2 separate regions of the Hordeum vulgare genome follow, and region 1 is linked to region 2. The links are chromatin contacts, called in public Hi-C maps. All regions are on one chromosome and are shown on one strand. The core of a region is the stretch at or near the end of the contact, and the rest is flanking DNA. Distances in the headings are between cores, read along the strand shown. Region 1 has its middle 17 kb from the start of LOC123439195. Region 2 has its middle 14 kb from the start of LOC123439192.

Region 1 (3,671 bases), core at 747-3,246, 150 kb after region 2:
GTTGAGGTCTCCTTTTGATGTGGTCTATTCTACTTGTGGATTCCTGACGTATTGGGCAGGACTCCTTACAGGGGATGATAAGCTGGCGATGGAGAGGGGCGCAAAGATGCTGAAGATGAACGCGTCAAATATGTTGAGGATATGCGCGGCCCCAGAAGATGGCTGCTGATGTTTGGTGTTGCTGGCGATAAGTACTTCTGGTTGATGATCTCCCATATGAGGAGTTATCTGAGGCGTAGACCTGTGTAATGGTTTTTTTTAGCAAACTTGTTTCTTCAAACTTGGTAGTGGTTTTTATGCGTGTTACGGGTGTTCTTGGATTTTTGCCCTACGATAGATTGCTCGATGACGAGTGTCTATGTGTAGGTTTCCCAGGAATGCTCTGAATTCGCAGCCCTTTTTCTGGTTTCCTTTTTGGATGTTTAAGACTTGTATTTCCGTTATGTGAGTAATGGAAAAGGGGTTGCCCGGTTCAAAAAAGTATATATCAGCAAGCTTAGCATAGCACATATGGCTAGTGCTTGAACGGTGGAATCAGTACATCCATGCCAAGTCCTAAATTTGGTAAGGGTGCTTGTATTTTACTAAATTTATACTTTCTACGTAAATTAATATAAGTAATAGTGATTTAAACGCTCTTATATTAGTTTATGGAGGGAGTATTGGTCTTCCAACCATGCCCTTTCAATGAAAACTGACGTTCATATCAACTACGAGAGACGCATGTGGTTCCATTGCCAATCTCAAAAATTGTCGGTTCAATCTCTCAAATAGTCACTAGGGTTGGATGCATGTGCATATGTGCATAGGAGTGAATGCGTTAGTACTTTGTTTCTAAAAAATCATCAAAAAGTCAATGGAGACCAAGCTCCATAGAAGCGTTAACTTGAAAACTTTAAAATTTAAACTTTTCAGTGTCAACATATTCTGAAAAATATATACATATACCTAGAGATATATACATATACATATTCGGTTTCAACCTTCAGGTCGGAGCACGTTAAAATGAGAGCTAAAGAAAAGGAAAATGGAGGACTTTTTAGTATATGTATTTGTTCATCCTCAAAGTCCACATTTCACTTTCTTTTTTGCAAATCAAAATTCAAGGTTTTTCTTATTCCCCAGACCTTCTATACAGGCCAACTCCTATTTAGCGCCTTCATCGCTGTTTAACTTATTATTCGTATGCGACACCTACGAACCTGTTTCTATGACCCGGTCCAATTAAACGCACTCTAGCAGGATTTCTATTGCAATTTTGCGAAGCTAAGCTTTGACATTGGTTTTAATTTTTTATTTTTTCCTGCCATTTTCGTACTTATTTTTTCTTTGTTTTCCATTCGTTCCTTTTTGTTTTCTTTTTCTTGCGAAAAATAGTCAATCTTTTCAAATTTCTGAACTTTCTTAAAATTTGAAAGAAAAAACAAATTCATGATTTTCAAATTTTACGAATTTGTTTTCGATTTCTTGAACCTTTTCTGTATTTTCAACTTTTTCAAATTTGGTACTCCCTTCGATCGATGTTACTTGTCGCTCAAACATATGCATCTAACAATGAAATACTTCTAAATATACATCCATCTGAACGACATGCAATATTGATGAGAGGCAGTAACTTTTTTTGTATTCGTAATCCTTTATACTTTTAACTCATGAGGATTTTTTTGATTTCGTAAAAAAAATTGAATTAGCAAAAAGTTAAATTCTTGAACCACATTTCAAATTCATTAACTATTTTAACAAATGTATTTTATTAATATCATGACTATGTTTGTCAAATATACGAAATTCTCAAAAATTCAAGACTATCTTGAGTTCGTCATTTTTTGACAGTCAACGGCCTTAGCTATCAATGTTCGTCTTTGCAGTAAACGACGATGTGCTCGACATCATGGCCCTTTTTCTTTTTCTGGAAATTAGTGAACGATATCTAGCGTGCGACAAACCTCATTGGGCCCCGGCCCACAGTCACGCACACAAGTACCAGCTTTTATCATTGCGGTTAAGGAGAAAGGGACCTCCTATGTGCCGCTCGTTACGGCAACTGCCGAGATGATGCACAGGGGGTCGCTTCAACTGGCCGGCCCAATTTAGCTACCCGCAGCGAATGTGAAGACCACAAAAACAAAAATTAGCGACCAGAAGTTGAAAAATCTGAAATATCAGAATATATTTTCAAAATACCGGAACATTTTTCAAATTTTGGAAAAACAAATCAAATCTGGAACATTTTTTTCGAATTTTGGAACATTTTTTGTAAATTCCTGAACATTTTCTAAATTTTGGAACCATTTTCAAATTCTGGAACATTTTTCGTAAATTCCTGAGCAATTTTCAAATTTCGGAACATTTTTAAAAATTTCGAAACATTTTTTCAAATTCCGGAACATTTTCCAAATTTTCGAACCAGTTTTCAAATTTTGGAACATTTCTTTTGAAAATTCGAAACATTTTAATAAAAATAGCAGAACATTTTTTAAAATTTTGGTACATTTTGTTAAATTCCCGAACATTTTTTCAAATTCAGGAACATTCCTTAATATTTTTGAAATTCTGGAACATTTTTTAAATTCCGAAACATTTATTTAAATTCCAAAACATTTTTTCAAATTTCGCAACATTTTATAAAAAATCCAAAATATTTCTAAAACAAAAACAGAAAAAAAATGAAACAAAAAAGAATAAAGAAAAAAGAAAACAAAAAAACCATTTCAGGGAATCTTCTACAAAGTTCCCAAAACCGGAAAAAACGGTAGGAAACCTCTAGAAGGTTCCCAAAACCGGAGCTATTGCCATGTAAATGGGCCGTCACATTACGAAACACTAGGTGGGAGCCCTGTGCGAAGCCTCTACATTTAGACGCAATGAGCGGCGAATATGGATTTCCAAGGAGAACAACTAGTTAAGAAACGCTTTTTTAGAAACCTTTCAATGATCACTTTTCCACGTTGTTACCTGGCGCATTCTCAACCGTTGTCATTTATGCCCGGGCATTCTTAGGGTCGGGACGGGTTACAGGCCGGGCCAAAAAAAGCTCGATGCTGATAACCCGGGCACGAGCCCTTCCCGGCCCGATCGCCGGGCCTGAATACTGGGCCCAAGCCCGGCCCTAGCCCGAAAAGCATGACTGGGCTGGATTGGCCTGGCCCGACCCCGACTTAAAACCGATATTGCTAAAGCCCAATCCCGGTCCGGCCCGACCACTGGGCATAAATTCCAGGCATGAGCCCGACCCGATTGCAAGTTTAGGCCCGACCCGGCCTGAGATTTTTCGAACCGTCCGGGGCGGGCTGCCCATGGTGAGGTATGCCGTCACGTGCCGCGCTCTAAGCGTTTCCTCTAAATTTTTTGTTTCTTTTTCCATACGTGTTTTCAACTTTTTAGGTGTGTTTTTTCAGTGTTCCAGTTTATCATCAGTCTTTCTTAGCTTTTGGACGCAATTTTTCAGCGTTCCGGTTTATCACGCGTTTTCTTTCGTTTTTCTCAAAGAGTGTGCTTTCTCTTTCCCGAGAGGCATGATTTTGCTTACGCGAGAGGCTCGCTCGTCCCTCTCGGAAACGGAAATAACATGTTTTTTGTTTTTTTTTATTTTTCTTTCGGTAGAGGCATTGTTTTGTTTTCGCGATCGTAAACGAAAAAAATTTCATTTTTGGGTTTTTTTCTTTCACTAG
Region 2 (3,357 bases), core at 153-2,652:
TGGTATATGGAGCATGACGTTGCGTAGGGACTGCCCTCATATCCTCATCCCCAAACCAAAAAGGGATTGATTCAATAGATAACCACGTGGAGTACAACTTGCACGTAAAGGGTTACTTCAAATGGTACCGTACGTAACATCTCACCCTTTTTGGATCCACAAACTCCGGCCGGAACATGGCAGAGTACGTACGCCTAGAATTGGGAAAAGCTGTTTATATTATACAGTACAGTATATTGAACCAATACTCTGGAGACTCTTGATCAATTATAGTGTGCTTTGGCAGGCCCTTGAACCCTGTATCGTGAAATCCGCGGCCGGGTATCGACAGAGTGCGCATATGCACAACAACAAATGACACGGTCGAAGAATTCACTGAACCTGAATATTGTTCAAGAAGAAGTTAAACCTGATCAGTGATGGCACATGATTCCGTGGGCTTCCGACACAATCAACGCACTTCCCACATGTGTAAGTGTGTAACCACGGCAGCAGGGGCTGCATTTCCGCACCCTGTTGAACCTGCTTGTCGGTGGCAGGACATATCTTCAACCAATCTGTTCATCAGTTCATGGTTGCCAAGCAGCGGCGTACGTACGTGCCAATCTGGTATGTGATCTATCTATCTCTATCCAGGACGCCACGTAGCTCTATCATCAACGACCCGCGCTGCATGCCGAGGACGGGGTCTCCATCTCTATCCTATCCAATCCAATCCAATCCAATACATCTGGTGTTGATCCAATCCAGGAGCAGACGACGTCGGCGTCCGATGCTCTCTGCCGTCCAAGACGGGCGCACGTTTTAGTGCTGCGCACAGGCTTCGTACTTGACGCAGTCATACATGGACCCATTGCTTTGCGTTCACAGATCATCCTGGTCTCCCTCCGGTAGATTCCTCCTGTCCTCCTGAGACTGCAAACCCCCCTCTCCTGTCCTCCTCGCTAATGGTTCATGACTAAATTTAGGCGCCAAAAGCCATCCACGCCAATTGCCAATACCCATGCAACACCATGGAATGGCCACCTCCTAAAGTGTTCGGGGCGTCGCCCGACATCCAAGCTCCAACACGTGTGCCACACCGTCAACACCCCACACAAGAGAATTCGTCGTGCGAGAAGGCACCATCGGCGGAGCGTGCTTTACCCACCGGCTTCCTCCAGCGGCAACGAGGTGGTGAGAAGAGATGAGATGGCGAGTCTGAGGCGGTTAGGCTTTGCCCAAACCGCTCCCCAAGAGTGACACGGTCATGAATGGCATGGCATCAAAAAACAAAAACACACACACACAAAGAGAGACGGGACTATAAAAGCCTGACTTGCAAAGTCTAAGCAGGCCCATCCTGGCCCGATCGAAAAAAACGAATATGTACTGTAGGTCCGAGCCTAGCTCGAAGTAAAAGATCAATTCCACGTCAAGCTCGGTCGGCCTCCGTGTTAGCTGTCTCAATTACCAGGTTAGAGCCCGACCCAAAATACCCAACGGCCCAAAATTTTAAGTGCAAATCCAGCCCGAAAACGAAGCCCGGCCCGGTCAGGTTTTTCGGACCGGACTGCGCATGCCCAGGTTTAGTCAAAACTCATTTTTTTTTATAATTGTAGTTGACAAAAACTAGAGTAATACTTTTCACAACGATAATTATTTACTCCCTTCGTTCTTAAATATAAGTCTTTTAAGAGTTTCTATTAAAAAAACTACATACGGATGTATATAGGCATACATTAAAATATAGATTCAATCATTTTACTCCGTACGTAGTCCCTAGTAAAATATATAAAAAGACTTATATTTAGGAACGAAGAGGGTAGATATAAAGAAAGTAGAATTCATGAAGCCACGCACGCGGCTGCATGTGTATACATCTTCATGTAAACGAAAGGAGCATTTATTATGCGATATTGCGATAAGGTCGGGCTCGCTCCATCTCCATGCCCAAGTTGCTACAACTGCCCGCGTGCCAATGCAATCTTTGGAGAGCGAAATAAAGCTTCCCGATGAAGTGTCGCCATGAGGATATACATCAGAAAAAGCTTCGACGACGATGCCGACGCTGGCTGACGTCCTTATAGCAGCTAGGATAACGTATGTAGCCAGTATTTCTATACAATATACTGTATGCGTATGCTATTTATCTTCCTTGTAGCCGAGGGTTGCACGTCGATCGTATATAGTAAGGTCGGTCGATCGCGTGGGGTTTGTATACTCGATCTTGTCCCAAAACATGTTACTTCAAATGGCACCATGCCGGAAACATACATGTATAAACAATGCCAGAAAACAAGCAGATCAGAACTATGCGAAAGAGAGAGAAAGAAAAAAACTATATGTTCAACCAACCCTGAAGGCTTCACGTGCTTGGGTCAAAGGTGTTCCAAGGCCTTACATCTCCTAAGCCTGAATAATCCCTCTTTGTTTTGCCGGGACGGTCGACGATGCACTTTGGCTCGTGTAAGCAACAACGAAGAGTGGCACTGAAAAAGCTAGCTATAATTCTATATGCCATTTCTTGTATCCACAAAGTCCGGCTGAAGCATGGAATATCGTAGAACAGAAAAAGATAAATTCGGCAAACTCTCAAGACTCAAATTCGGCAAAAAGATAGTTCGGTCCGGAATCAAGGCTTTGAACTTGGATCATAAAAAAACCAAAGCTTTTTTAGTTAGATCAAAAGCCACAGGTTCTGACTACACAGTGCGATGTGACGTTCGGATGAACCACTTTGGCGTGGCCGTGGGGTTGCATTGCATGCACCCTGCTTAGAGCAACTACAAGGGGTGATTCAAATGGACACACGCCCAGTTTTTCATTTGGATCGGCGGTGGTGCCTAACGGGAGGCTGATCCATTTAGGACGACGTGGCAGAAATCGAGGCATAATCATAATTAAACACAAAATTGTTTATCAGACCCGAGCGAAAGTCCACTTAAGCATAAATTAAAAAAAAATCAAACTCTAAATAAATAAAGTCCACCCGCATGTTGGCCTTTACCGCCTTGCCCTTACCCTCGCCGTCGGTGAGGTCAATGAAGACGGAGGGGGGCCCAGCCAGTGCGCCTTCCAGCGTTGAAGGTGGGCCGCATCTTCTTCCGGCATGGCGATGTAGTGGCCGGAAGGCGCGCTCACCCACTCAGGGTACTTGCCGGTCCACGAGTAGGACCCATCCGACCAAGTGGGAGGGGGCGGCAATGGTGACCGCTTGCGTGTGGGTGTTGGCTCTTGCTCCGACTCCGGCTCGGCCTTGGGAGGCGGTGGCGACAGTGGTGGCACGAAGAGGGGCGGATGGACGGAGTCCCCAGCCGCTACGTCGGTGTGAGCTGTGCCCGGCGCCTGCGCACCTCCTCGTCATGCGCCCGTTGT

What was found. Hi-C and Micro-C count contacts between places; a contact is called where the count stands out from the background.
Region 1: a contact with region 2 is called in a Hi-C map of leaf, with 2.9 times the contacts expected there. The contact joins two enhancer-like sites. A contact is called at or near these places in 2 of 6 Hi-C or Micro-C datasets (leaf and seedling).

The regions. Positions count from the first base shown.
Region 1 is chr3H:8,486,610-8,490,280 of MorexV3_pseudomolecules_assembly, forward strand. No RefSeq gene overlaps it. Among protein-coding and RNA genes, the nearest start is that of LOC123439195, 17 kb to the left of the region's middle. Within about 2 kb of position 1,997, at least 3 of the 3 cell types and tissues checked have open chromatin away from gene starts, as enhancers often do. A contact at or near this core is called in leaf, where this site is marked.
Region 2 is chr3H:8,336,614-8,339,970 of MorexV3_pseudomolecules_assembly, forward strand. No RefSeq gene overlaps it. Among protein-coding and RNA genes, the nearest start is that of LOC123439192, 14 kb to the left of the region's middle. Within about 2 kb of position 1,403, at least 2 of the 3 cell types and tissues checked have open chromatin away from gene starts, as enhancers often do. A contact at or near this core is called in leaf, where this site is marked.